Linked DNA regions of Mus musculus: all the other regions are linked to region 6. A link is a contact called in public HiCAR-type, HiChIP or PLAC-seq and promoter capture Hi-C data. All regions are on one chromosome and are shown on one strand. The core of a region is the stretch at or near the end of the contact, and the rest is flanking DNA. Distances in the headings are between cores, read along the strand shown. Region 1 overlaps Gna12 (guanine nucleotide binding protein, alpha 12). Region 2 holds the start of Amz1 (archaelysin family metallopeptidase 1). Region 3 holds the start of Lmtk2 (lemur tyrosine kinase 2). Region 4 holds the start of 2900089D17Rik (a long non-coding RNA gene). Region 5 holds the start of Aimp2 (aminoacyl tRNA synthetase complex-interacting multifunctional protein 2). Region 6 holds the start of Wipi2 (WD repeat domain, phosphoinositide interacting 2). Region 7 holds the start of Iqce (IQ motif containing E).

Region 1 (2,700 bases), core at 56-2,555, 1.9 Mb before region 6:
AAATTAAAGCAGTCATCTATGGGCCGGCTGGGGGGTTTGGCTCAGCAGGTGAAGTATCCTCAGAACCCACGGAAAAACCAGGGCATGGCAGTGTGTGTTTGAAACTCCAGCACTGGGAGTAGTGATGGCTAGTAGTCAGTCTACCGATTGGTGAGCTCCAGGTTTAGTGAGAGACCCTGCCTCTAAATATAAGATAGGTCTGGAGTTGACTCAGCTTTCAGAGCACTGGCAGCTCTTGCACAGGACTCAGGGTTCATTCCTAGCACTTATGAGGTGCCTCACAACCCTTTCCCTGTAACTCCAGTTCCTGGGGGATCCAAGGGTCTCCCTTAGAATCTTTTGGGTACCAGGTATACACATGGTGCACAGATACACATGAGAGCAACCCCCCACCCCGAATAAATAAAATTAAAAATGCTTAAAAAAAAAAGCCGGAGGAATCAGATGTGGTGGTCATTCCTTTAATGTCAGCACTCATGGTGCATCTCTGTGAGTTCAAGGCCAGCTTGGTCTACTTAGTGAATTCCTGACCAACCAGGGCGACACAAAACCCTGTCTCAAGACAATACAAAGCAAAGATGAAGAGTTGACAGGATAGTGACATTAATCTCTGGCCTCTACATGTACATGGGCACTGTGAGTCTCCTTCTCCTCCTGCCCCACAGCAGCACAATAAAACAACAAAAAGAAGGCAGCTATTGTATGACTGCATTTACAGGAAACACCCAGGGAGTCTACAGGCAGAAGATGGCTGAAGGACTGTCTGGGCTGGGAGCTGGGGCCAATGTGCATGGGTGGGATGGATCTCACTGGTGTGATGGAAATGTTTTAAAAATGGTTTTAGGGTGATGTTTGCACAACTTGGGGAAATTTACTGAAAAGTCCTTGAATTATACACTTCTAAAAAACTGAAGAAAAAGAACAAAGTTTCCACAAAGCCTGCTTATTTACTTAAGACAGCTCCTGCCTTGCTTGGGAGGAGGATTAATCATCTCCGTTTAATAATCCTGAGTAGCTCAGTGCAGGTTCAGGGCTAAGATCTACTTCAGAGCCTCAGCTTGCAGGGTAGGAACGCTCCAATTATACAGTCTGTTACAGGCCGTGTGCATCTTTATTAAACCACAGCTATTTGACAAAATAGCAGCAGGAAGTTAAACAGACCCTGCATGTCAATTAAAAGGAAACTGGGTAAGAGCCCTAAATGGAACTACAAGCTCCAGCAAGCTCCCTTCAAAGGTCCTCAGAGGAGAGTAGCCAGTCCCCCCTCTGGGGCCTCTGGGAAGGAAGTGGGGGGCTGCAGCTTGTGCTGCTGGAGCGGGGGATTCCCGAAGTGGATCCCCATTTCCTCAAGGCAGGGAGGAAATGAAGCCTGCTCTATAAAGAACCGGTGTCTGCTGTAAGAGCAGTGGGCGCTTTAAACCACCAAGCCATCTCCCCAGCCCCACAGAATTCTTTCTCATGTAAGATAGAATCCTTCCCTAGATGAAGATAGAGCCAAATGTGGTGGCTCAGCCTGTAATACCAGCACTCACTGGCCCAGCCAAAAAACAGTCACCAGGGTTCAAGACCAGCATAGGCTTCGGAGTTTGACAGTCTCTGAGACAAAATAAAGAGGAGGAAGGGAAGGAGGGAGGGAGGAAGGGAGGGAGGGAGGGAGGAAAAAAGGCGTTTTCTACCATGTCTCACGAGAGAGGGGAATGGGGAAGAATTAAACTTGTTGCCTGTTAGAAAGTTTATCAAGATCTTAACTCGATCCTTACAGTTGCTGCAAGGGTTAGAAAACACCACAGAAAACATGACAGGGGAAAGATGGGAGAGAAGGGGAGGAGGAAGAAGGGGAACAGGAAGAAAGAAGGAGACTAGGCCCAGACAGCGGTGCACCGCACTGGAGCACTCAGAATAGCTCTTGTAGCTCTTCTCTAGGCCTGACGTTAGCTCAAAGTAAAAAGCCACCCCCTCAAACAAAATCAACCAACCAATACCAAGAAATGGTAATAGAGACACTATAACTTTTTGAACATCAGCGTAAGAACAACCACAAACCTGGACAGTGCTTTCTAGCAGGAGTCACCTGAGAGCTCCCAAACCAGACAAGGAGAAAGTGGGGACACCCAGGGACTGTGCCTTCACGGTGGCTTTCCCAACCAACCTCTGGCCACCATCTCTGCCCACTCTAGGAGCCTAGGCACCCAGGGCTCCCTCCCCAGCCAGCAGGGCCTTGTTGCAACAAGGTCACTAGCCACCTTCCACTGATGGACAGATGAGCACCTGACTTCGGGCCACAGACCCAGCTCTCCTATGAAGACAACTTAAAAAAAAAAAAGATTTATTTATTTATTATATGTAAGTACACTGTAGCTGTCTTCAGACGTACCAGAAAAGGGTATCAGATCCCATTACGGATGGTTATAAGCTACCATGTGGTTGCTGGGATTTGAACTCAGGACCTTCGGAAGAGCAGTCGGTGCTCTTAACCGCTGAGCCATCTCTCCAGCCCCCCAAAGACGTTTACTCTAAGGAGGCTGGCCTGAACTTTGCAGAGGCTCCTCAAGGCTTCGGCACTGCACTTGCCCAGCAGAGCTTAGGTTCCGGGCCTATCCTCATCCTCTGTCAGCTGAGATGCTGTGCAGAGGTTACTGGCTCAGGAGCATGACTTCCACACCACTCCAGTAACACTTTTCACAATTAGCTGTGCTGGGG
Region 2 (2,700 bases), core at 98-2,597, 1.9 Mb before region 6:
CCCAGGTGGTTGTGATCCTCCTGATACGTTGTTGGGAAGAGCAGCCGGTCCCCTTAACCACCGATCGAGCTTCCCCACCTTGGCTTTTGAGACAAGGTCTTTCTCATTCAACTCTGTTTTCACCGGGTTGGTTAGACTGACCATCAGTGAGCTCTGTTGGACTCTGTACTGGGATCACATGGGGACCAAGCTTACAGCACCCTAGCCTTTGGGGGGTGGAGGGGGACAAGCTAGACTCCATTCAATCCACATTACAATGTAGCATCATCAGCCTAGAGTCCCCAGAGTCAGTGACGTTCAGTGACTTTGCCTCCCACCTTGCCCCGGGCTTCCCACTGACCAACCTCATTCTGCAAATATTCCTCCCTGTGTAACCGTTCGTCTCTTTAGTTTATAAATCAGTGTCCATGTGTGTGCGTGCACCACGTGTATTTAGATCTTCTGGAGGAGCAGTGGACCCTCAGCCTCTCTCCTGTTTCTCCACACTATCTTTTGAGACAGGCTCTCAACTGAACCTGGAGCTCCCAGGCTAGGTTGGCTGGCTTGTAAGCCCCAGGGATTTCTCCGCCCCTGCTTCCCCGGCTCTGGAATTATAAGGGCGTACTCCTGCATCTGCCTTTTATGTAGGTGCTACGAGGTCTGGATTTGAGTCCTCATGCCTATGTGGAAATCACTTTACAGACAGAACCATAGATCTGTCATCTTTTATTGTCCAAAATGAGCCAGGAGAGAGGCCTGGGCAGAAGGGTGAGAAAAGACTTCTGATAGGAGCCAGGCAAGGAACAGTGCAGGATGCGTGGAGTCAGGGAGAGGAGATGAGCAGGGTGCTGAGCGAGTGGTCGTCTAAGGGGTACCCAGCATCCCCTCCTGGTCTCAAGTCTCAAAGAAGATGGATGGAGGGCCTTGATTCTCAGAAGACTGTTAGCTGACCTCCCTAGGACAGGGCCTTCTGAGGGGATTTGGGGAAACTGAGTCAGCCCCAGACCTCATCCTCCGTAAACCTACATTATAGACAACACTGTAGCCCCAGCCATCATCAGCACGGAGTGATTATGCCAGGAGGTTTGTTGAATGACTGAATGACCTAAGTCTGCTCCTGTGCCAGGCAGCCTAGAACCCCCTTCATGAGGTGTAAGCCTAGGCCACTCGTGGGACACTCCCCTGTTTGTGCCAGAGGCGGAGGACACAGAGACCTCCCATCTCGCCCCCTCTGTGGGACCCTCTTCCCCACACACATCAGTTCCTGTCAGAGCCAAGATGTGTCGCCATGGAAACTGCTTGGCAAAGGCTGGCAGGCAGAGGCGGCCAGCAGCCGCTCACACTACCCAGCTCCTGGCGGCACCCGTTGAAGTGACACGAGCGTGCCTGGCGGTGTGTGGCATGTGTGCGGTAAGTGAGGGCTTGGGTAGGCACATAAGTGTTTGTGTGATGTGTGTCAGAGGTGGTCTGGGAGTGTGTGCTCTTGTGTGTGCATACATGTGCATGTGTGTCAACAGGGTGAACTGTGGCCGTATGCATGCGCTCTGGGTGTGATGGCTGCTGGGTGCGCACAGTGATGGGAAATAGAGGACTGATGGGGATGTGTGCACTACAGGCTGGGTGTCACTAGGTGAAGGACCAGACCAAGGTGCCCTGCAGTTGCTGTCCCCACCCTCGAAGTGGACCTCCTAGCCAAAGACAGCCACGGCTCAGGTAATTATCCGTCAGAAGGAGTGCATGACTGGAGGGCTTCTGGGAGGCGGCAGCTACTGGGAGTCAGGCAGGTGAAGGGGAGAAGAGCAGTTATCTAGGTACAGCCTGGAGTCTGGGAGTGATGAAGAAAGACTGGAAAAGAGGAGAGACAGCCAGTAGGGATGAATAAGGTTGGCTTGCACTCAAATTTTAAAAGGCCATCTTCCTAGAATGGGGGTGCCAGAAAAGGCACCCACAGAGGTGGCACATGGGGTGAGAGGACAAACGGCTGGGACAGACAGAGCCAGGTGGCTAGGAAGCTTTGATGCTCCAGGGACAAGATGGGGCTTTCTCGTGAGACTAAGGGACACCTGAGGATCTTGCTGTGCAGGAGGACTGGGCTTGAACGGAGAGAGGTCAGGTGGAGCCAGCTGTGCTGGGCAGTCGGGAGAAAAAAATATATATATATATGGAGGTTGACCAGATGTTTCAAAGTGAGTGCAAGCCTGTGGGTAGGGTAGAGGAGTGTCTGGGAGGCATGCAACTTCTGCAGTGTGAGAGCATATAAAGAGAAGTTTGGGTCCCCAGGGTCTTGTCCCCAGGATCTGAGGACAGTACCATGCTCTCCATGTGCTACTTGTTCTCTATCCTTGTAGCCCCCCACCCCAGCTCTTTTATCTATGTGGGGGATGAAGATACTTTGGTGACCCCACCCTCCAGGTGCCTAGAGCCACCAGAAGCCCCAGGGTGGGCTGTTCCCTGGCTCCCAGGCCCATGCTCTCCTGAAGGGAATGCCTGTGCCTCATCCTGCCCCCCCCCTTAGGGTGCATGGACTGCCAAGGTGACAGAGACAGATGTCACTGGGCATGTGGTGGACACGAGGAACAAACCTCCATTTGGGGGTCTTGCTCAGATCCCCCTCTCAGGTGTCTTCCCACACTGGGGGCTACCTGGATGCCACTGCAGGGGTCTGTTGCTGCCAGGCTGCGCCTTGGTTCCTTACAAGCCTGTCCAGGACAACCCTGTCTT
Region 3 (2,700 bases), core at 115-2,614, 1.5 Mb after region 6:
AAGTTGCTAAAGTTCCACCTGATAAGATGCAAGGCAGCTCTTCAGGTGTTTTTATTCACAAATTGGACTCCCAGAGTCAGCAAAGGTGGTCTCCCCAACCCCAAGGAAGGGGCTCAGAGCTGTGTTACAGTCAAACACTTTCTCCCTTTCTATTATGTGTGCATGGATGTATGTGTTGTGTGCATGGATGTATGTGTTGTGTGCATGGATGTATGTGTTGCTTGTGTTTGCATGTGATTTGTTTATGTGTGTGCATTTTCTCCACCTGTCCCTGTGTATGTATGTGTGTGTGTGTGTGTGTGTGTGTGTGTGTGTGAAGGCCAGAAGAGTGTCTTTCCTCGGGGTCAGGGTCCACTTTTTGTTTTTGAGGCAGGGTCTCTTATTGGCCCGAAACTTACCTAGCAAGTTTGTCTGGCTTGTCAGCGAGTCCTACGAGCCATCTTTTTTTCTGCCTCTTCAGCAAGCATTGTCCACTAAGGTTAGATTTTCTTTATGTGGATTTCTTGGGGATCAAATTCAGGCCCTCAAGCTTGCAAGGCAAGCAATCTCTTCATTGCATTTGAGACATCTTCTACCTCACCTGGAAGTTGCTCCCTCCTCACACCCATCACCAACACCTAGCACAGTTCCAGTAGAGAACACCCAGGAGGAGCTCCAAGGTGACTCAAGACAGGGCTGCTGTCCTCAAGGGGTTTACAGTCACAGGAACAATAAAACATGACAGTCGGCCCAGGGCTGGGCTAGGTCGGGGCTGTGGATGCTCAGTTATTTGTGGGATTGGGGTGAAGCCATCGATGAAGTCATACATATTCCAGGTGTGTCTTGACGAATGAAAGGATGCGCATCTGCCAGGTGAACAAGAGGGGGCAGGAAGGGCTGGCTGTCTTGGCAGAGGAGCTGGCTTGAGCTCACTGCTACGTCAGTAAGTGAAGTCAGAAACATTCTGTGCTTGATCAATTAAAATTTTTAAAAATTTCAACGTTTCCTCAAGAGCTTATCTGATATGAGGGTCAGCCTAAGAAGAAGAGGCTAAGAAAGTTCTGATAAGTGAAAATGAAGAAAGTAAAACCGGGGATAAAATACCGAGAACCATGTTGGTAAAAATTAGAAAAGAAAAATAAAAAGTAGGAGAAAGAGAGACAAAAGTCCCAGATTAAATTATGTGGGTTATTATGGACTTCTTTATATCTTCCTAAAATAATTGTCGATGTTACCTGCTGCCCACGCCTCATTCCTCTGTCTGCAGGGGGCGCACCGATCGCCACCTTGCCGCCTATGGCTGAGAGGGTGGGGCTCCCGGAGTCAGTATGGATTGACGATTGGCTGGTCCAGGTGTCGGTCCCGGCATCCCGCCTCAGCTCTACGTCACATGACGCAGCCCATCATGGCGGCGGGAGCGCGGCTGCCTGGGCCCGCGGCTCCGCAGGCTGGGCGCCGTTGCTGCTGTTGAGGGGCGGCGGCGGCGGCGGTGGCGGCGCTGACGGGCGGGAAGGATGATGCTGGCTCCGAGGCCAGAGCGGCGGATGCAGACCAGGAACAAGGTTGACGTTTGGCTAAAGAGACGTGTGTCCCGAAGCAGCCGGCGCCGGTGTCGCTGAGGCGGCGCGGAGGGCTGACCGACTGACTGAAGGCGGCGACCCGAGAGCCGGCCCCGTGGGGGACCGCGCGGTGGACGAGATGCCGGGGCCGCCGGCGTCGCCGCCGCCGCCGATGCTCCTGCTGCTCCTGCTCCTGACGGTCGGCTGTGCCCGGGCCGCGCCACTTCCGCAAACAGGTGCAGGTGAGCGGAGCCCGGGGGCTGCGGGGCCGCTGCGTCTTGCGGGGCGGCGGCGAGGGCGGCGGGCTTGCGGGGTTGGGCCACCTCTGCGGCGGATCGGAGGCCTGCCGAGGGCAGGAGGCCGCGGGATGCCCGCGATCTCAGGGAGATTTCTTGCCGCAGGGGCGTGGGATGGGGGGCGGGGGCGCGGCGACACGGTGGGGGTTGGGGAAGACGGCGGGGCGAGGTGGCAGCGATGGGTTCCCCTACCTCCCGGGGGACTCTTTTTCCCGGACTCTTAAACTTGTTGCCCTAAAGGTACCTCCAGCTTCTGTCCTCGACACTTCCTTTTTTTTTTTTTTCTTCTTCCAGATGTCACCTGCCTCTGGTGGCTTTTCTCCCGTCTTATTATAAGAACCGTTTCTTATTTCTCGTCATTCCTTAAATGAAACCAATGACTCGCGGAAGCTGTGCAGTTTCCTTGGCTCACCGAAACTTGTTCTAAAGTTGTAAATTGATTTTAGATGCTGTGGTTGTTGGGCTATTGGTTTATTTATCTGTTTATTTATTTATTTTTTCGGAATGAGTCGCTGGGGATGAGAAAGGAACAAACGATACATAATTTTGTTTTAGGAAGCTAGTGACTGGAGTAGCATAGCAGCTTTTGCGTATCCACTGACAAATTGGCCTGAGGGTAATTGAACTATTTCAGCGAGTGATTCTCTTTTCAAGCTCTCAGCCCTTCTGTATTTTCTGCATATAGTTTTGATTTGGAGTTTATAAATAAAACTTCAGCCAAAGAAACCATCTCAGAAATTTTAAGAAAAAAAAACAAATCTAGGCTAACTTTCCATCATTACGGCTTTCTTTCTTTCTTTCTTTTTTTTTTTCAACGAAGGGGGAGGTATTGACATTTCAAAGAACTTTAGAGGTTGGAAGAAAGC
Region 4 (2,700 bases), core at 168-2,667, 1.6 Mb after region 6:
AAGGTGAGAGGGTTAAGAGTTCCAGGCCAGCTTGGGCTACATGAGCCTAGGTCCAAAACAAACAAACAAACACAGAAAAACGGTGGAGGCGCCTGCTGCAGAATCTGTCAACCAATCTATCTCAGGACCCATATGGTGGAAAGCAGGAACCCACTCTCGAAAGTTATTTATTCTCTGGCTTCCAAATGCGTGCCCACTCATATAAACACACCCTCCCCCCAAATAATTGTAACAAACATTATTATTATTATTTTTAGAAAAAAAGCAAAAGCTAAAGGAGGCCAGGATCTTGTTGGGTCTCCGGCCGTGGCCGGGAGTCAGAACTTCTCTGGAAGTCCAAGATCCATTGTGGGGCGGGACTGAACGAGGACAACACCCCGCCAGCGGCAGCCGCTGAGGCGTCTTTAAGACGCCCTCGCCCAAACCCCGCCCACAGCCCCGCCCCGCCCCGCCCACGTGACCCCGATCTTGTGACCGGCGGGAGGGCGGGGAACCCTTGGCGCGCCCGCCCCGCCCGGCGCGCGCCTCACTGGGCCGAGCTGCCCGGGACACCGCCGTCGCCGCTACCGCCGCCATCCCCGCCGGGCCGAAGGAAGCGAGCCGGGCCGGAGCTGGCGGGCGCGCGGCCCCGGGGGCCGCGATGGACCACAAGCCCCTGTTGCAGGAGCGCCCGCCCGCCTACAACCTGGAGGCCGGCCAGGGCGACTACGCGTGCGGCCCGCACGGCTACGGGGCCATCCCCACCGCGCCCCCGCCGCCGCCCTACCCCTACCTCGTCACAGGTGGGCCCGCAGCTCTTCGGGGTCCCCGAACGGCCTCCGGGCCAAGCACCGCGCTGTCCCCGGCGCGGGCCTGCCGGGGGGGCAGCTGCTACCCGGAGCGCCCTGCCCGGCCAGGCCCTGCCCCGGTGGCCGTGAACTTAGTGTCGGAGGGTTCACACTTGGCTTCTAGAGCCCACCCGCAGGCGCGCTCAGCCCCGTTGGAGGCGGGGAGGACGGGGGCTAAGGGGGAGGGAGGGAGGAGAGGAGGAGGGCCGAGTCGCCCGGGGCTGATCAGCACTCCGCTCCCACAGGGATCCCCACCAGCCACCCCCGGGTCTATAACATCCACAGTCGAACGGTCACCCGGTATCCTGCCAACTCCATCGTCGTGGTCGGAGGCTGCCCGGTCTGCAGGTAAGTCTCTAGCCTGGGGGTGGGGGGTGGCGGCGGAGAACGCACGTGCCGGAATCTTGCAAAAGGCCAGCGGGGGTGGGATGGGGTGGGGTCACAGCCCGGCTCCTGTCTCAGAGGGAAGTCCCGCAGGGGAGGGACTGCAGTGGGAGAAGGTGGGGTCACTCACCCCTGGCTCTGAATTTACTTTATGCGGCAGAAGGATGGGTTCCCTTTTCTGTGGGGAGTTGAGTGCATTTGGGAGGCATGGCACCCGGAGTGCGTGGGACGCAGGAATGTTAACAATGGAGACTGATGGTCTTTCCTCCCTAGTACTGGAGATCCGCAGCGAATCAGGGTTTGTTTTGTTAGGTTTTTTTCCTCCAGTTTCCGCAAGTGTGTCCAGTACTAAGGAGATATTGGGACTTGAGTCCGCAGGCCAGTATGCCAAAGGACTTAGGAGATCCAAGTGGCCAGCAGAGAGCAAAGGCTGTGAGGGTGCAGAATGACGACCAGGGCTTAACAACTCCTGGCCACTAGCTGGCCCAGGAGGAAACCCCGTGCTTCTTTGTTCCGGGCTGGAGTGGTTTTGTTGTTGTGGCTGTTTTACCCTCAAACTGGAGCTGACAGAAACTTTGTGGGGACTTTATGGAAGGTGAGAGATGCAGCCAGGCTCATTCTAGGCAGGCTTTGAGGATTCGGCTTCCAAGTTGGACTTGGCCACTCACCCGGGGATGGGCCAGGTACAGCTCGTGCAGGGCAGGGTTTCAGCCTTTGTCTGGCAGGGGGAAGTTCCAAGTCTCTGAGATGGAATTAAGAAACCCTTGTTTGGACTTAGCTTTCGTTTCAAAAGTGTGTGTCAGAGGCGCAGAGTGGAGCCATAAGGAAGTTAATGATTTTGGAAACTTGCGAGTGGCCTCACAAGAGATGACTGAGGGTGGAAGACACTGGACCCTCGGTTGATCATGTGCTTGGGGGAAGAAGGCTGAAGGCCAGTTAGTTAGAGTCCTCCTTCAGGGACCCAAGTGACTTGGCTTTTGGAGCTGGTGCAGGGGAGAGGAGTGGGACTCAGCTGCTTCCTCTAGCTGTAGATGGGGTGGCTCTCTGATAGCTTGGTCTTGCTGGCCGCCTCTCTCTCTGCAAGCTTTCCACCTGAGGGCTTGAGGCACACCAAAGAGGGAGCATAGACTGGGAGGTGGTCCTAGCTTGTTGAGCCAAGGGGATTAGTATAGGGTCTCCTGTGCAGAGAGAGAGCCACTGGGAACAGAAGGGGGTTAGTTGTATGGAGGTGGGAGACTTCCTGTGTGGCCTTGAGGCTAGTCCCTGCATGGGAATTCTCAGAGCCCTGAGGATGGGACAAATATTAGCTGAACTCTCAGATTTAAGGAGAGGTCTCATAGGGGTAGGTGGCAAGCAGGCAGGAAGGTGGGGAGAGGCATAGCAGTGCAGGGGGCTCACTAGGATTTCATGTCTGCTTGTTCCAGCAACCAGATCCTGGCCCTACCACAGTCAGCTGGGTTTGTTTCTGTTTTTTTTCCTCTCCCCCAGT
Region 5 (2,700 bases), core at 173-2,672, 1.3 Mb after region 6:
TGCTGGGTGGACCTGAGGGCCAGTGTCTGCTTTGATATGTTAAAGGGCACCTCAGTTAGCCATTTGAGACCTAACAAATTTTAGTCTTTAGAAAACGAGATGGTGGGAGGCAGAGGCAGGTGAATTTCTGAGTTTGAGGCCAGCCTGGTCTACAGAGTGAGTTCCAGGACAGCCAGGGCTACACAGAGAAACCCTGTCTCGAAAAACCAAAATAAAAAAAAAAAAGAAAGAAAGAAAATGAGATCAAACAATAGTGATAAGCATGGTAAGATAATTGTTCTGAGTTAGGCAGGCACACACTTCTAACCCCAGCACTTGGAAGCTCTTTCTCCACTGGTGGAGAAAGGGCTCAAGATTATCTTTGGCTGTAAGAATCCCAGGACAGCCTGGGCTACAAAGGCACTGTTTCTGCCCCACACTCCCATGGCCAGGAAACACGAAAAAGGACCTCAACTTACTTAGAAACTGGAGACATCCAAATTAAAACTACATTAGGATGTCTCCATTATCCTGCTGGTAACAGCTTAAACCTGTATAACCGCTTTGAAAAAGAACTTAAAAAGTGGAAGGCAAACCTGCCCACTGGGCCAGGAATTCCATTCCTATACAGGCTATTTATGTTAGCTAGTCTATAAATTCCAGCGCCCATGAGTGAGGACCGGGCAGATAAATAAGCGGGGTGTGGCCAGGAACAAGATCACTCACTATCGTTATAACAAAATCTTGTACAGTATGCCAGACAACAGAACACATACTATGTTTCCAGACCATCAAGATTATATAGCTTAAAGATAGCCTCCACAACCTAACCGCGAAAAAAACAACACATAACTACAGTAAAAGTCGGGACCTCTTGTGGAAAAGTTAAACTGGGAAGGATGGGGCACTAAACCCGTCAACCTGGGTTATGGTAACCCTGGGATCGCTCTGAAAATTCCTCCGAATGAGCATTTTTCGTGTTGTTCACTTTTCTGTGCGCCTGGAGATCGTGACAGGAACCCACAGCAGCACTCATCTAGGAGGATTTTGTCGGACCCGGCCGCAGAAGGGACCGGGACCCTAGGCAGACACAGCGCCGGCGCGCTAGACTGGACGAGGGATAGGGCAGGGTGCGGCGCGGCACGAACGGCGCCTGCGCACCAGGCAGGGGCCGCACGCTCCTACCTGCACGTGGCCCGCGTCGGTGGCGGGGCTGGTGGTCTTGCTGTGCACGTTGGGGAGCCGGTACATGCAGGTTGGAAGCTCTACATGCAGAGGTGCGCTGCCTCCATGATAGGGCTTTACCTGGTACATCGGCATGGTGGGAACCCAAGGAAGGTAGCGGGCGAGGGACAGGAACGCTCAGAAGCCACCCAAGGCCACCTCAGACAGCAGCCGCCTTCTTTCTGACTCTGCTGCTGGCGTTCCGGAAAATGAAGTCCCCGAGCTTTCATTGGCCGGGCTGGTCTAACGTCACCAACTTGACCTTTGAGTTGGCCAATCACCGGTAAAGAGGTCTTGGCATGCCTTCGCTAGCCCGCCCGGAAGGGGCGGATCATATGTCAAAAGCAACCAATGGGTGTTCCAGGAGACGCGTCTTTTCCCGAGAGCGGCAGCGCCAACTCTCCCGCGGTGACTGTGACTGGAGGAGTCCTGCATCCATGGAGCAAACCGAAGGCGTGAGGTGAGCTGGACTTGTGGTCTCCGGGCGCATTCTATAGAGTTCCCGGTATCCCGGTCTCTTGAAAGGACCGGAAGTGGCTGAGGCGCGAGGCGGGCAAGCTCGCGGACTGGACCGGGTCCTCTGTGAGGAAGCTATTTCCTCGGCATCCTCCCGCCACAGGCCGTGCACTTGAAACCCAGCACGAAAATCAGTCGCCGTAGACAAAATTCGTTTCCGCTGTTTGTTTATTTATTGAGTCTTTATTCTTGAAGACTTGGGGAGGGAGGCTTAAAGGCTCACGCTGATCTTGCAGTCAATAGGGTTTTTAACTTTTATTATATTGAGGTGCTTCTGTGCGTTTGGTGTAGTGTTCACAGGCGGCATCATAGCAGTGAAGCACATCTTCGAAGGCCAGCACAGTTACATTCGGTGACAGATTTGTAAATGCAAATTTGCTGTCTGTATTTTAACCTTGTGATTTCCCCAGAGATCCTTTGCAGTTAGAACGAGTGCAAGTGTTTGTTTTGGTTTTTTGAGGTAGTGCTTTGAACTCGGGATCCTCCTACTTCAAACACCCGAGTGCTGTGATAACCAGCGAGGTTCTGTGCAAGGTAGATTGAAGAGAAAAGAGGTTGGTTGGTTTATTTCACCAGGGTTTTTGGAAGTCTACTATATGTCAGACCATATGGAAAATACCCTAAAATTGTTACTGCAAGGATGCACCTATGTTCTGTTATACTTTTATGGGGCATTTCATAGCCGGGAAACTATTTTTATGGTGACTAAACCGTAGGGGAATTAGTGATAGTAGATTGGGACCTTGTCGTTGCTAGACTTCAAACTTCATATGATAGGCAATGAGCACCACTAAAAATTTAAACCTAAAGATTTTTTTCGACTGGATTTGTAATTGTAAAAAGAAATTGGTGGGAATCAAGCCACACCTATAATCCGAGCAGGAACAGGCTCAGCAGGAGTTCATAGTTACCTTTAACGACATAGGGAGTTTGAGGGCGCTCTGGGCTACCTTGGAACCTGTGTCAGAGTGAACAAAACTG
Region 6 (2,700 bases), core at 88-2,587:
AAGCCTCACACCTAGCTAAGCTGTTGTTAACTGGTAGCTGCTGGGAACGGGGAATCAATTTCCTTCAAGGGTATGTATGATCTCCGATAGGTCTTCCAGTGGAAGACCATATCCAAAACTATATAGGCAACACAAAATGGAATTGGTGGGTTTAAAAAAGAAAGACTGAAAAAAAAAAAGACATAAAGTTGGGTGGGTAGGGAAGAAGAGTGGATCTGGGTGGTGGTGAGGTTGAATATGATCAAAATGCTTTGCATGAAATTCTTAAAGAATTCATTAAAAAAAAAAAAAAGAAAAGCTGGGAATCGTAGCACATTTAATTCCAGCACCAGAGGGCAGAGGACGGAGGGCAGATGGCCGAGGGCAGTATATTTCTATGCATTGAAGATTAAGATGGTGAGTTCCAGAAGAGCCAAGGTCTCCAAAGGCTAAAGCAAACCATTTTAAAGGCTACTTTAAACAAGCGTGGTGGTGCAGCTCCATAATCTTTTAAGAGGTAAAGGCAGGAAGACCGGGAATTCAAGGTCAACCTCAGCTACAGAGTCCAAAGCTAGCCTAAGATAGATGAGCCCCGATCCAAAGACAACAAACAAAACAAAAACACGAAACAGGAAGGGTGGGAAAGTGTGCGCCATCTTTTCCTCAACAACTTTGCCATCTTTGCCCCTCTGGCTGTACTAACAAAGTTCGACTTTGCTCCCCGCTTAACTGTCCTCAAGGACAGCACACTGCTCTTGGGAACTACCAGCCTCTTGCCTAGAGGTTCAGTTCTAACAGCACAGAACAAGTCTCTCTCTTCTCCAGGACCTTCGCCACCAGAACATTTCTATCTCCTTGAAGGGAAGAAGAGAAAGGAAAGAAGGGAAGCAGCGGGAAGGAGAGAAAGGTGCTTCCCATAGACTGTTGCACGGACCAATACATTTAAAGTAGAATCCTGTCCCAAGGACCGTGACCGCACGCGCCTTTCCAGTCTCAGACCCAACATTTGGCAAATCGTTTGCAGTTCTGCGCCTCGCTTTTCAAATCTGCAAAACGGACGTGCGACATTCTCTTCGAGCAACGCGGTGCGCCAAAGTTCCTAGAACAATGATCAACGACTCAGGACCAACGAGGTAACTCGCCGTTCTCAGACAGCAAGCCCCCGCCCACTCTCCGCCACGCGCAGGCGCACCCACCAGCGCACCTTTATGCATGCGCAGTCGACCGGAAACACCCGCGGATGCCTGCGGCGAAGAGGCGGGGCCTACGCAGCGGGCCTGCGCGGAACGCCGCCGTGCGACGCGAGGGTGGGCGGGACCGCGCAAGCGCGCAGCCCGTCCCGGCTCTGGAGCATAAACAAGAGTGGGGACGGGATGAGGCGGCAGTTGGTCCCCGCGCAGCGAGAGGCGGCGAGCGGGGCGACCTGCCGGACCGGACGTCGATCCTGAGTGTAGCGTGCTCCCGCGGGCCGCCCGAGTCGAGCTGCGCGCGCTCCCGCCAAGGGGGGTCCGAGGCCGTCGCGCGCTCGCAGCCATGAACCTGGCGAGCCAGAGCGGAGAGGCCGGCGCCGGCCAGCTGCTGTTCGCCAACTTCAACCAGGATAACACGTAAGGCCGGGCGCGGACGCGGGGCCGGGGCAGAGACCAGGGCTGGTCAGGTTGAGGGGTATGGGCGGGGGGCGTGCTGAGCCCGCGCGGCCGCTCGAGCGCTGCTGCCTCCTGGGCCGGGGGAGGTGATGGAACTCGGGGTGCCCCCATCCACCTGTCCTGAGACCTGGCCTTTCGCAAAGTTAGGAAGGAACTGTGCACGCCGGTTTGCGCCTGTCACCCGGACTCGGTTTTGCGGCCATCCTGGGCATCGCCCGCCTCCCCCTTTCTATACATCTGTATCCTCACTGCTTCTGTCGCTTTTCATGGCTTTTCTTTTTCTGTTTGCTTATTTCTTCTCTGCCGACCTTTCTGGCAAGTAACTTTGGTCTCCTCCAAAAAAGGACCAAACGGCAGTAGTAATCCAGGCCTTCGATCTGAGACTTTATCCTCAAGGGGTCTGGGAGCTTCAAAAGGGGGTGAGGTGGGCTATTCCTGGGGTAAAAAAGAACCTTCGTACCGGTCCACTGTTTTACCGGACTGAACTCCTGTAGTTCCCCATCTGGTTCTTCAAGGCTGCCTCGTTGGCATACCTGGAAGGTAGGTAATAGATGAGGTTTCTGATGAAGGATGGATGAGTTATGGGACTGGAAGGGAGAAGAGCCATCTTGGGAAGTGAGTAAGAGGAAGTGATGTAAGAGGAGGAGGAATGGGTCACTTGGCATCACACTAAGTAGTTGGTCGCTACTGGCACAATAGCATTAGCAAGGCAGGGACTGAGGCTTTTGTTTTTCCTCACTTAAAAGTTAGATTGGAGAATGGCAAGTACCTGTGTGGAGGGAGGTGCAACAGGTGCTCAGTTGGACCTTTAGACGAGCTCAAGAAGGAGGTGCTGTCCTGAAATTGGGACCAGCCACAAATGAGACTGTGAAGTTCAGAAAGGGCTAGAGTCTGTCAGGATCTTAAAGTTGGCTAATAGTGGGATGGGGCAGGCTTGGGTTCTCATCCCCTGAGGTTGCTCTCCTGGTGTTCTTTCCGTTGTAACACACTGGGTCTTTTCTACATTAGAACAGAATGCTAAAGACACTGAGTCCAGAAGTAATAGTGGACCTGGGCACTGGAGAGCTGGTTCAGT
Region 7 (2,700 bases), core at 64-2,563, 1.9 Mb before region 6:
AACTATCTTTGTAATCTCAACACAAGAAATTTCATTAATTTATTCATTTACTTTACATCCGGTTCGAAGTCTTCCCCCACCAAGTCCCACCCTTAGTGGGGATGGTTTTAACTTCTTAAAGGTCTGGAGATGCAGTTCTGCGAGCGAGCCCGGTGAGGGGTGCGGGTGGGGGGCGCTCAGTGGTAGTCAGAAATTAAGTGCTTGCCTAGAATCCCCCAGTGACCCAGCTGGGGAGGTTTATCTGTAGCGCTCTAGTCTGGCATGAGGGTTTCAGTCCCCAGTAGCACCCAAAAAACAGAGATGAGGGAGCAGTTACTGGGGGCAGCTACTGAAGGCAGTGTTGAGAGAGCGACCTCCAAAACTAGGCAAATCTTGGAAAGCTTCGAGTGCAGGAACAAGTAGGGAATCCCAGCTGCTCTCTGCTGACCTAAGGCTTAGTCGTTCAGTCTGTTGTGGAGGCTCTCACAGGCGTCCCCTGGACCCTTGAAAGTCATATTTCACCATGGCCAGGTCCCTGCCTACCTCCCTCAGTGCCCTTCTAAATCTCAACTCCAAAAGCTTGCTTTCCGGTGTGCTACTTTCCCCGGCCTTGCGGCCTTTACATTTAATGCTCCTACTGGCTCTAAACCTGTACCAAGCTGCTCCCTACATCAGCCTATTGCCCTGTCCTATAGCCACCGCCCCTCTCCCACCGCCCCCCGGAATGTACAAAGTTCACTTGATACCGACACGCAGAGAGTGAGAGAGGCACACCTCTTCCAGAGATGACTCCCGGACCCGTGCAAAACTAGCCTTGGGGGAGGCTGGGGACAGGACTTCCCCCTTGCCCTGGATCGCTCCGGGGAGTCGCGAGACCACAGCCTACAGCAACACTTACGAGAGGAGCTTATCGTCGGCCGGCTGCAGCCTCAGACCCGCAGCGCGTGCGGGAGGGGCGCAGTCCCGGGGGCTTCCTGGAAGTAGTGGCCTCCGCGAGCGCAGGCGGGAGCTAGAGGCTGCTGGGGCGCGGGCACGGTGGCGGCCGACGCCCGGAGATGGCTCTTGTGCGGTAATAATCGGCCTGCCGGAGCTGGCTGCCACCGTGCGCCCTTCCTCCCTCCGCCCCAAGGCTCCTTACCGTCTCCGAGGCTATATCTGTGGTGCCCAGGCTCATAGCGGCAGCGCTGCGCGGCCTCCGGGTCCTGCGAGCTCTGCCCTCGGCTTGGGAGGCCTGCCAGCCGCCCTGGTACCATGGCAACCGTGCCGCGGCCACAGAGCCCCGGATGTGGTCCTTCCTCCGGAGCCCGACGAATCTTGTGCACGCGCAAAGTGTGCGCGAGCAAGGGGCCTACCAAGCACTCTCCCGGGGTTGCACGGCGCAATCCGTTCTTGTGGTCTTGTGGGCTTTTTTTTTTTTTTTTTGGTTGTTGTTTTGTTTTGTTTTGTTTCGTGGGATGCGTGAATTAATTGGCTTCCCGCAGGCAATACTAACTTTCTACCTGGAAGCCATGCTCTCAGATCCAACTTCAGGAGCCCGGGTTGGATTTCGGCAAACACTGGCTGCAACTATGTAGTCCAGTGGGCAGAGGTTCCGAGGGTCGCCATGTTGAGTTGAAAAGAGAGCATAAAGCACCATCCTTAACGATACGCAAGATTTGAGATTGGGGACATCAGCCTATTTACATGTTTGTTTTTTTTCTGTAAAGAAACTGAGATGTTGGGGGCCAAGGTGACTGACTCCCTAGTTGTTAGACCTGGGGTCTGGCGCCATGAGGATAAGACTGCCCATGGGCCAGCACCAACTGCTTTAAACCCTCAGCTGACGGTTTGCTATCACAAGCCTCTCTGAACTCTCCAGGATTCCGTGGCTTTCCAACCCAGGCCAGATAGGGAGCACTTCCCTGGTGGCCCAGCAGGCCAGTGATAGATGAAAACAGTATGTCATTTGCCTCTGTGTGTGTGTGTGTGTGTGTACACGCGCGCGCACGCGCGCGCGTGATCCTGTCTGCCTCATCAATGCTGGGGTTACAAATGTGTATCGCTATGCCCTCCTTTTATTTTGTCCCCTTCCGCCCCCATCCCATCTCCTTTATGGATTCTGGCGACTCCTGTTCTTAGGCTTGCAAAGGGACTATTCCCCAGCACACATTCATTTTTTTGAGTAAACAGCTCTCTGCAACTGGGTGGCTTTGCAACATTAAGCTTAATACAAGGATTCTCCTGGGAGGTTTTTTTTTTCTTGCTTGTCTAAGGACCCATGATTTGCCAAAGAATAACAGCCCAGACTCAGTATGTAAACGCAGAGTAGTTTTTTGGTTTTGTTTTTTTTAAGATTTTATTTATTAGCCTGGCAGTGGTGGAACATGCCTTTAATCCTAACACTTGGGAGGCAGAGGCAGAGGCAGAGGCAGGCAGATTTCTGAGTTTGAGGCTAGCCTGGTCTATAGAGTTCCAGGACAGTCAGAGCTACACAGTGAAACCCTGTTTATTTATTTAATGTGTATGACTACACAGTAGCTGTCTTCAGATACACCAGAATCCGTTACAGATGGCTGTGAGCCACCATGTGGTTGCTGGGAATTGAACTCAGGACTTCTAGGAAGAGCAGTCAGTGCTCTCAACAGCTGAGCCATCTCTCCAGCCTGCAGTGATATTTTCTGCAGAAGCCCAACATGCTGGGGTCTCCCATTACCAAGATAGAGACAACCAAGCTCACAGGTC

Evidence for each region. Promoter capture Hi-C pulls out the DNA fragments that hold promoters and counts their contacts. HiCAR-type assays count read pairs that join an accessible place to other places. HiChIP or PLAC-seq counts read pairs in DNA pulled down with a chosen protein or histone mark. Capture Hi-C pulls out chosen DNA fragments and counts their contacts.
Region 1: a HiCAR-type map of astrocytes shows a contact between it and region 6, with 6 times the contacts expected there. The contact joins the enhancer-like site here to the promoter of Wipi2 in region 6. A contact is called at or near these places in 1 of 39 promoter capture datasets (hippocampal neurons) and 2 of 115 datasets of contacts at active chromatin or transcription factors (astrocytes and embryonic forebrain).
Region 2: a contact with region 6 is called in a promoter capture Hi-C map of embryonic stem cells, with 6 times the contacts expected there. The contact joins the promoter of Amz1 here to the promoter of Wipi2 in region 6. A contact is called at or near these places in 6 of 39 promoter capture datasets (the 3T3-L1 cell line, embryonic stem cells, hippocampal neurons and 2 more), 3 of 115 datasets of contacts at active chromatin or transcription factors (astrocytes, embryonic stem cells and large pre-B cells) and 1 of 9 other capture datasets (adipose tissue).
Region 3: a FOXA1 HiChIP or PLAC-seq map of pancreatic cancer cells shows a contact between it and region 6. The contact joins the promoter of Lmtk2 here to the promoter of Wipi2 in region 6. A contact is called at or near these places in 1 of 39 promoter capture datasets (liver), 1 of 115 datasets of contacts at active chromatin or transcription factors (pancreatic cancer cells) and 1 of 9 other capture datasets (liver).
Region 4: a contact with region 6 is called in a promoter capture Hi-C map of liver, with 2.8 times the contacts expected there. The contact joins the promoter of 2900089D17Rik here to the promoter of Wipi2 in region 6. A contact is called at or near these places in 1 of 39 promoter capture datasets (liver) and 1 of 9 other capture datasets (liver).
Region 5: a promoter capture Hi-C map of liver shows a contact between it and region 6, with 2.7 times the contacts expected there. The contact joins the promoter of Aimp2 here to the promoter of Wipi2 in region 6. A contact is called at or near these places in 3 of 39 promoter capture datasets (liver and pre-B cells), 1 of 484 Hi-C or Micro-C datasets (CD8 T cells) and 1 of 9 other capture datasets (liver).
Region 7: a promoter capture Hi-C map of hippocampal neurons shows a contact between it and region 6, with 5 times the contacts expected there. The contact joins the promoter of Iqce here to the promoter of Wipi2 in region 6. A contact is called at or near these places in 15 of 39 promoter capture datasets (the 3T3-L1 cell line, 3T3-L1-derived adipocytes, the SN4741 cell line and 8 more), 1 of 484 Hi-C or Micro-C datasets (B cells), 7 of 115 datasets of contacts at active chromatin or transcription factors (astrocytes, cardiomyocytes, embryonic stem cells and 2 more) and 1 of 9 other capture datasets (adipose tissue).

Annotation. Positions count from the first base shown.
Region 1 is chr5:140,770,591-140,773,290 of GRCm38.p6, forward strand. The region is part of intron 2 of Gna12 (guanine nucleotide binding protein, alpha 12); the gene reads right to left. Among named protein-coding and RNA genes, the nearest start is that of Gm30745, 22 kb to the left of the region's middle. Within about 2 kb of position 1,306, at least 68 of the 459 cell types and tissues checked have an H3K27ac peak or open chromatin away from gene starts, as enhancers often do. A contact at or near this core is called in astrocytes, where this site is marked.
Region 2 is chr5:140,722,780-140,725,479 of GRCm38.p6, forward strand. Amz1 (archaelysin family metallopeptidase 1) reads left to right here and starts at 1,348. Exons shown (of 8, transcript NM_173405.2): 1 at 1,348-1,389; 2 at 1,595-1,692.
Region 3 is chr5:144,098,997-144,101,696 of GRCm38.p6, forward strand. It overlaps Lmtk2 (lemur tyrosine kinase 2), which reads left to right and starts at 1,365. Exons shown (of 14, transcript NM_001081109.2): 1 at 1,365-1,780. The coding sequence starts at 1,678.
Region 4 is chr5:144,254,738-144,257,437 of GRCm38.p6, forward strand. 2900089D17Rik (a long non-coding RNA gene) reads right to left here and starts at 1,418. Exons shown (of 3, transcript XR_868683.3): 1 at 1,342-1,418. It overlaps Bri3 (brain protein I3), which reads left to right and starts at 488. Exons shown (of 3, transcript NM_018772.4): 1 at 488-782; 2 at 1,073-1,175. The coding sequence starts at 641.
Region 5 is chr5:143,908,417-143,911,116 of GRCm38.p6, forward strand. It overlaps Aimp2 (aminoacyl tRNA synthetase complex-interacting multifunctional protein 2), which reads right to left and starts at 1,423. Exons shown (of 4, transcript NM_001172146.1): 1 at 1,165-1,423. The coding sequence starts at 1,299. Pms2 (PMS1 homolog2, mismatch repair system component) reads left to right here and starts at 1,585. Exons shown (of 15, transcript NM_008886.2): 1 at 1,585-1,663. The coding sequence starts at 1,641.
Region 6 is chr5:142,628,247-142,630,946 of GRCm38.p6, forward strand. It overlaps Wipi2 (WD repeat domain, phosphoinositide interacting 2), which reads left to right and starts at 1,338. Exons shown (of 12, transcript NM_178398.4): 1 at 1,338-1,586. The coding sequence starts at 1,513.
Region 7 is chr5:140,701,065-140,703,764 of GRCm38.p6, forward strand. Iqce (IQ motif containing E) reads right to left here and starts at 1,314. Exons shown (of 23, transcript NM_028833.3): 1 at 1,118-1,314. The coding sequence starts at 1,153.